Linked DNA regions of Ovis aries: region 2 is linked to region 1. A link is a contact called in public Hi-C data. All regions are on one chromosome and are shown on one strand. Each heading gives the region's core, a stretch centred on a gene start, on an enhancer-like site or on the middle of the called end of the contact. The rest is flanking DNA. Distances are from core to core; before and after follow the strand shown.

Evidence for each region. Hi-C and Micro-C count contacts between places; a contact is called where the count stands out from the background.
Region 2: a contact with region 1 is called in a Hi-C map of mixed tissues, with 3 times the contacts expected there. The contact joins the promoter of BOD1 here to the promoter of CPEB4 in region 1. A contact is called at or near these places in 2 of 16 Hi-C or Micro-C datasets (mixed tissues and skin fibroblasts).

What each region holds. Positions count from the first base shown.
Region 1 is chr16:5,767,532-5,771,372 of ARS-UI_Ramb_v3.0, reverse strand. It overlaps CPEB4 (cytoplasmic polyadenylation element binding protein 4), which reads right to left and starts at 1,549. Exons shown (of 10, transcript XM_060400575.1): 1 at 1-1,549. The coding sequence starts at 116.
Region 2 is chr16:5,498,037-5,502,157 of ARS-UI_Ramb_v3.0, reverse strand. BOD1 (biorientation of chromosomes in cell division 1) reads left to right here and starts at 1,277. Exons shown (of 4, transcript XM_012097204.4): 1 at 1,277-1,719. The coding sequence starts at 1,483. It overlaps LOC121816792 (a long non-coding RNA gene), which reads right to left and starts at 1,098. Exons shown (of 3, transcript XR_006056484.2): 1 at 839-1,098; 2 at 1-313.

The DNA of each region.
Region 1 (3,841 bases), core at 300-2,799:
GGGGTGGCATTTTGGTGATGGTGTGGAGGCTGCAGATGTGGATGGAATCTGACTGGAAAAGCAGATTTATTCCCAGTATTGCTTTGCACTAGCACTCCAAACCCGTAATCCCCCATTTATTATTTTTAGGCTCAGAATCTTAAGATAAAAAACAACCTGGTATCTCAAGCCTTTGTATCCTCTACTCCAAATGTAAGTTGCTTGTTTGAAACGTCTTATTTTTAGCTAGCTCAAAGATGCAGCTTATCACCCTAAATAGTTCAGATTTGGAATTCTGGTCTCTGAAAGAAAAAAAAAAACTTAAAAAAAAAAAAAAAGCAATCTTAAAACACTGACATGAATCCAACTAGGCTTATTTCTAGGAGGGAATAAAAACGAAGAGGGCAAAAATCAAGTCTTTGGTTAGTAAAATAGGCGCTTTCTTTTTCCAAAGGAAAACGTACATGAATGACAAAAACACAGCTTCTCAAGCATCTATGGATGTAGAAGAATAAGCATTGCGAGGAGTAAAAATATATATATATATAATTTAACAATCACATATGGTCTTCTTCAGCAGTTTAGATTCACTCACATAAAAATTAGAATAGGGCTAAGAGGAGAATAGGTTCTTTTCTTGGCAGCTTGGTTAAAAAAATCAGGAATAATTTAAGAACATTATATATTATATATTTATATATAGATAGATTATATTAGGTTATCTGGGGTGGGGGGCAAATTCCTGGTTGCGGGAGAGGAAATCAGCATTGACTAATGGAAAGATGATTGCAGGGAGGTTTCTGCTCTTCCTGATCCTGTTTCTGCTCTTTCACGGGGTGCAGTTTTGGCCTCTGGGGCTGTTCCTGAAGCTCTGGGTGCAGATCTTGCTGCGGTCGCTGTTCCTGGGCTCCCCCTGGCCTTCTCTCCCCCATGAAATGGTTTGGAAACACACCCGTTTCTCCCTCGTGGGGGTGTCGCGATCAGGATGGATTAGGGAGACTCGACGAGGACGAGCTGGCGGCCCGGGGGTGCGGGGACCAAGGGGGCGACCTGGAAGGTCCTGCGGTTTCGGCCTCTTCCCCTCTCTGCGGCTCCGGGGTTTTTTTCCCTCATGGGACCCAGGAGCGGTTTGTTCAGTTCTCTCAGTTCGATTCTCCGCGGGGGAGGGGGGGGTGGGGGGATGGGGCTTGGGGGGTGCGGGGGGGGAGGGAGAGGGAAAAAAGAAAACCCCACTAGCTTAGTTGTTCTAAAAAAGAAGGTCCTCCCCCCTTTGCTCTCTCTCTTTTTGCCCCCAGATTTTTTTTTTAACTATAATTTAGAAGGCTTTTGTTTCTCCTCACGGTTGCTGGGCCGTCGTCGTCGCCGCCGCTTTACCCCGGTCCCGCAGTCCCCGCCGTCGTAGTTGCGAACTCCGCCTGGCTCTTCTTCTCTCCTTCTTCCTCCTCTTCCTCTTCTGCTGTCGCCTCCGCCGCCGCTGCTGCTGCCGCTGCCGCCGCCGCCGCCGCCTCCCGGTGCCCGGGTCCAGCAGCCGCGGCTGAGTCCTTCTCCTCAGGACCTAGCCGAGTGAAATGACAACCAGCTGGAAAGACCGAGAGACACTTCCGGTTCGAGAAGGGAGGGGTGGGTTAGGCCAGACACCCCGCCCACCTGCCTAAAGGCCAATAAGCTGCTAGAATTCAGATAAGGCCACGCCCACAACCCAGGTGCCCTCCCAGGAAGGTCGAAAAGTTACGTCGAGAGACGCCCCTTCCGTCTGTGCCTCGCCCAGTGAGGCCTGGAGCCTGGAACTCGCTCTACTACCCAGAGGGAACCCAGCGAGTCGCCATCTTTAGTGTGGGCAAAGGACTACTGCGCTGTTTATTTCGCTTAACCACGCTCTGCAGGAGGAGCGTACAGGGGCGCGCGGAAGAAAACGGATTTTCCTAGCACTGTGGAAAAGAGTCCAGGAGTAGGAGATTGGATTGGCTACCCATGAAACCGCGGATGATCGGGAGGACTGCCCAGAGTAAACGTGGTTCCCCAGGCATCTCGTGCTTTGGCTCGAGCTCCGCCCCGGAGGGATCTGGAAGAGGAGGCGGGTTTTACCAGCTGCTGTAAGGTGTCTAGAATTGCGTATGTGCTTGTCCTGAAAGTGGATCTTACGCGGGACTCTCCCTTCACCTTCCATCCCCCAACCCCCACTCCTCCTGCTTGGTTTAGGCTCCCGTCCGGTGCAGTGTTTCAGGCACAAAGATACAGCTGCGGCGTCCGTGGCCAAGCCCTCCTTATCCCCACCCGCTCTAATGTACCTTACCCGCTTATTAGGGGCACATTTCCAAAATGAAGAATCTTAACCAGGATCCTCACCTGTTCTGCTCTCTCTACGACTGCCCACTACCTCCTTGAAAAAGACCAAACTTTTTATCCTCATATTCAAGTGTTTTGCACTCTAGGGGCAGTATATCTTAACATCTCATCTCCTCCAAACGCCCCACAACAAGCTCCTCCAAATGTAATCTCAGTTCCTTTTTACCTTCCATTTCCTCTCTCCTCCACCTGGTAAACTCTAATTTAGTTTTAGGAATCGGATCAAAAGCTACCAACTCTGTCTTCTGAAATCCCTCTTAAATGGATGTCCATGGCCCAGTATATTTCTCATGCTTGTCACCCTCTATTGTAATGGTTGCTTATGTCTCCTGGACCTGTGGTCACCTGTGGGCTTTTTGAGGAGAGGACCTTGTATTGATAGATAGGAATCATTAGCGAATGGATGCTGAAAAAAAAGAGTGAACAAACCAACTACAGTGATATTCTTCCTGAATCCTTTTTTCAGGTCTGCCATTTGGTTTGGGGCTAACGTCTCTCAAACTGTCATCATTTAGGTTATTCATTTGCTATTCAAGGGTTCCTTGTCTTTGTACATGACCACCATCAGGACCTAAATTAACGCCTTGCTCTCAGCAAAGGTTCTAAAGATGTTGAATAGTGAGTATCTTCATTTAGTAGAAAATGAAAAATGAAGAAATCAGAGTAGATCCACAAGTGACTATGGCAAAAAGTAGGGAGTAAAAAGGAGAGATCACAGACTTTTAAGAAAGATCTCATGAAAGGAAATGACTTCCACTAGTCTTTCCTCAGTGGTCCCAACTTCTGCTGCCTCAGTTTATCAGTCCTCCCATATTCCATGTAGAACACCTGTTTGGGATCTGAATCAGTGATTTTATTTATTTATTTATTGTCTTATGTCCTGAACATGAGTCTTTGTAACTCTGCTTTGAGTTCCTTGAGTGTTAGGGATTGGGTCTTATTCTACTGTTTATTCCCCATAACTGGCCATACCTTGAGACTGAGGTGGTTCAATTAGGTGTCCTTTCCTCCAGAATGGTTTCCCTGACTCTCCTTTGTGTAGCATCTTGTAGATTCTCCTCATTTAGTTACTTCTGGTTGTCAGTTAGTCGTGTTTTTTTTTTCCCCCCCCCCACAGGCAGAGATTTTGTCTGATTTATCTGTGTGTCGCTAGTGGCCTTCAGAGGATTTGGCAGAGTGGACTCAGAATATGTTTATTGAATGAATGAATGAATGTTTAATATTCAGTAGATGGTTGAGAGTCTTTTGGGGCTGCCAATTCTTAGTGTCTGAAATAGCTGCCATGCTTGAAGAAAAGAGGGGTATCTTTAGAACCAAACTGGTTATTTGAATCCCAGATCTTCTACTGCCTAATTGTAGAGCTCTGGGCAGAAATCACCTCTACAATCCCCTGATTCCTTATCAATAAAATCTGAATGATAGTTCCTCCCTGGCTAGAAGGTAGTAAATTACAGTGAAGTGCTGGGTTCATAGGAGGTTTTCAAAAATGTCAGTTCCTTATTGACATATTAAGCAT
Region 2 (4,121 bases), core at 28-2,527, 270 kb after region 1:
AGGACTGAGTGAATTCACTTTCACTTTTTTCTTTCATGCATTGGAGAAGGAAATGGCAACCCACTCCAGTATTCTTGCCTGGAGAATCCCAGGGACAGAGGAGCCTAGTGGGCTGCCGTCTATGGGGTCGCACAGAGTTGGACACGACTGAAGCGACTTAGCAGCAGCAGCAGCAGCAGCAGCTCATAAAATGTAGTACACCTTAGATTAAACGTGGCCAAGATTTGGATTTAGGAGACCTGACTTCAGCCCCTCCTCTTCCACCTTTAGCTAGGTGATCAGGGTAACAAACTCTGTGCCTCCATTTTTGGATCTGCAAAATAGTGATAATAACTGCTCTTTAGATTGTGAGGTAGTGTATGTAAAGTACTTGGTATCATGCCTGTAATATTCCAATTACTCAACATTCATTTATTATTATTATAGGCTTCCCAGGTGGCTCAGTAGTCAAGAATCCACCTGCCAAAGCAGGGGACACAGGAAATGAGAGTTCTGTTCCCTGAGTGGCAAAGATCCCCTGGAGAAGGAAATAGCAACCCACTCCAGTACTCTTGCCTGGAAAATTCCATGGAGAGAGGAGTCTGGCAAGCCACAGTCCCTGGGTGTTGCAAAGAGTCAGACCAAGCAAGACAAAAAAAAAAAAAACTATCCGGAAAGAAATACACACACACACACACACACACACACACACACACACAAAATCAGGGAACTTTTTTACAGCAAAATTTTCTGTTATTTTTCAATTTTCTAAAATAAGTATGTATTTCTACTAAAATCAGAAGGGGAAATAAAACCCACAATGTTTGAATAAAAGAAATGTGACTAGTCCACTGCTTACCACATTTCCCAGATGATATTTGTTGCTCAAGGGCGTGGGAATATACATTAAAATCACGGATTCCGAGGCCACGACCTCGAAATACTGAATCAGAAGCTCTAAGGGACAAACCTGTTAATCTATGCATTCAATCAAGCCTAGCAGACGATTCTTATAATCAGGTACTCTGGGAATGAGCAGATTTAGAGCAAGGGGGCAGTACCGGGTGAGGGCGAGGAAGGCCAGCCCACGCTGCAGCAATAACTAGGGCCTACGCCTACAAGTCCCATTCTTTCCCGCAACTGGAGACGCGAGCCCGGAGCCTGCCGGGAGATGTAGTTTCCATCCGCCAGACCTCTGCTTATAAGAGAGCGGGAGCTGCCTGCCGGAAGACCTCCCGCCCCACAATGCAAAGATCGGCGGTGACGTCATCCGTAGAGCGTCCGGGACGCGGCGGGCGGTTTCCGCCGCCTCCGGCAGCAGCTCGGCTACCTGAGAGACTGCTGCGGCCGCTGGGGAGGCCGGCGCCGCGCCTTCCTCCTGCGTCCCCGCCGCCGCCGCCGCCTTCTCCTTTTCAGGCCCCTCCGCCACCTCTCCACGACCTAGGCCCTCTGTTCTTGAGAGGAAGCCTTACTCGGGCCCCTTGGCGGGCCCGGCGCGCAGCCATGGCTGACGGCGGGGGCGGAGGGGGCACCGGCGCGGTGGGCGGCGGCGGCGCGGGCCCGGCCTCGGCGGGGGCGGCGGCGGGCGGCGGCGGGGCCGGCGGGGGCGGCGGCCCCATCAACCCGGCCTCACTGCCCCCGGGCGACCCGCAGCTCATCGCGCTCATCGTGGAGCAACTCAAGAGCCGGGGTCTATTTGACAGCTTCCGCCGGGACTGCCTGGCCGACGTGGACACCAAGGTCAGCGGAGGCGGCTTGGGCTCATGGAGGGCAGGCTGGGCGTGAGGCTGCTAGGGCTGCAGCTTCGCATTTCCAAATACGAGAGAAAAACAAAAGGTGCTTTTCAAATCTCAGCAGCGAGGAGACCGCTTGGGGCAGTATAGGAAGCTTTCTGAGGGATGTCCACGTGGGTTCGGCTCCCCGCCCCATCCTTGCTCTGTGCGGCTTAGCCCAACGGCACTCTAAACTTGGGGACCCAGTACCGGTTTTACAGCCTCGACCCTGTATTTCCCAAGATGAGACTCCTTTAAGCACAACAGTAACAAATCTCAGTATGTTAAGAACACCGGAGAAAACCGGGTAAGTAAGCAGGAATGGTATGAATGCACAAACATCAGCCTTTCTTCCTTTTCTCTAGCTCAGTGATTTGCAGGCTTGAGTATGCAGTTAATTAAGGTACATTTTCGTAGAACCGGCACCCTTATTTTGTATTTCATCACTGGCTGAAAGATTCTGTTAGATCCTAATGCCACAGGTCAACCGGCTAATACTGTTTCACTTGACCTTGCCTAGATTCATTTGTGTTCAGTGAAGTCACTGGTGTTAAGTGTCAAAGAGTAGTCGCTGAAATGTTTTTTTTTTTTTTACTCCTTTTTCAGAAGTTTCTCTCACAAGACTGTGGTTGTAGATATAGGAGGCTCTCTTACTGAATGGGCTCCGCTTGGGAAGTGATTTCTCCTCTCTGAGCCCAACATGGAAATCTTTTGCCTACCTCACAGGAAGATTGTGAGCTTAAAACTAGGCCTTAAAGATAGGTTATCCATTAAACATTTATTGGTGAGGTTTCTGGACACAGGGTCAAGCATGTCACTATCCTGTCCTCAAAGTGTGTATTCTGGTGTAGAAAACTGAAGTGTAGACCAGACAATATGTATAGTAAGTATACTGTTATTCTCCAAGATTAAAAAACGCATGGAGCAGTTCTCTCCTTGGAATGAATTACTTAATTTTTCTTTTTTAACGTATGTATTGACAGAACTTTCACATTTTCCAGTCCTGGGTGCTCTCAGCTTCCCATCGCAAGTTCTCCACTATGTTTTCTTATGTCTCACTAGGTTTTATGTGGCTTAACCCATGCGGTATACATTTGTTTTAGTCGGTATTGAGAATCTGTTGGGGTAGAGGGAATCAGAGCCTTCACCACTTAACACCCCCTTAGATGTTCTTTCTGGTTGTCACCAGGTTGCTTTAGCTCTTGAGGTAGTGTGTCTCCAGGCACATCCTTTGTTGCTTTAGTCCCACCGTTCTCACAGCGTGGTCCTTGGATCATCAGCATCACCTAAGAACTTGTTAGATTTGCATATTGTTAGGCTCCACCCCAGACTGCAGATGTGTGGAACGGAATGTGTACTGCTGATGTTTGTAATTTACTTTGCAATGCATCCAAAATATAAATAAATAGAATAGATTGATAGGTTAAGGGAAAGTGATAGTGTAATAAAGCGTTAGTGACAGGCACTGTAGATCTTTCACTTCATGAACCGAAGGGGTTTTGCTATATTGTCAGGGTCTGTTAAGGTTAGAGTTTGGTTGGTGACGTTAGCTGTCCTTTGTCCTTTTCAGTAACCAGTCCTACCTAAAACTGGGTGAATCATTTTGAATAGTAAAAGAGACAGCGTCAGGATTGATGGTTAGGAGTGACAAATCTAACTCCTGTGAGCAAATCTATTGACTTGTGGGAATCTAAGGAAGGGTAAAATTTAAAAAACTGCCAGAAGGGTAGGGCTGCATTTGGAACCAAGAATTCTCCACCAGGGCTATCTAACCCATGTCACTGCAGAGCAGAGTCATCCATTCGGTTACATCTTACAGCTTCTTCCTCTCAAAATGGCTCCAGTTAAAGGAAAAAAAAAAAATCCCAGAAAACACACGCATCGTCTAAACGTGGTTCAGGAAGCCACCCCTGTGGCCAGGAGAATGTGGCGCCCACTGCCCTATCCTTGTGAGAAAGGGAAGGCAATTACCAGGAAGAAGGACTCGCTAGGTGGATAGTACATGGGGAGCTGTGAATTGTGGTCCTCATCCGCCTCCCTGCCTTTCTCTTTTCGGGTTTGGTGGAGAGTCTTTGTTTGTGAGTCTTGGCCTTTGGGAAGAGCCGGCTCACAGAACTGAGGCCTCTTGATTCCTTTGTCAGTGTCATGCACCTGACTGTTAACAGACTTTTTCTAGAGTAACGCTGTATAGTAAACCAAATCTTCGTGGCTTATAATAAGCATTTGTTTGCATGCTGATGGGACTGCAAGTCAGCTAAAGTTCAGCTGGTCTGGATAGACTTGGTGGCTCAGCTATAGGCAACCTGGGCTTAGGTCCAAGCTGTGCTTGGGGGAACATCTCTGCATGTGTAGTTTTCCTACATCCCAGGC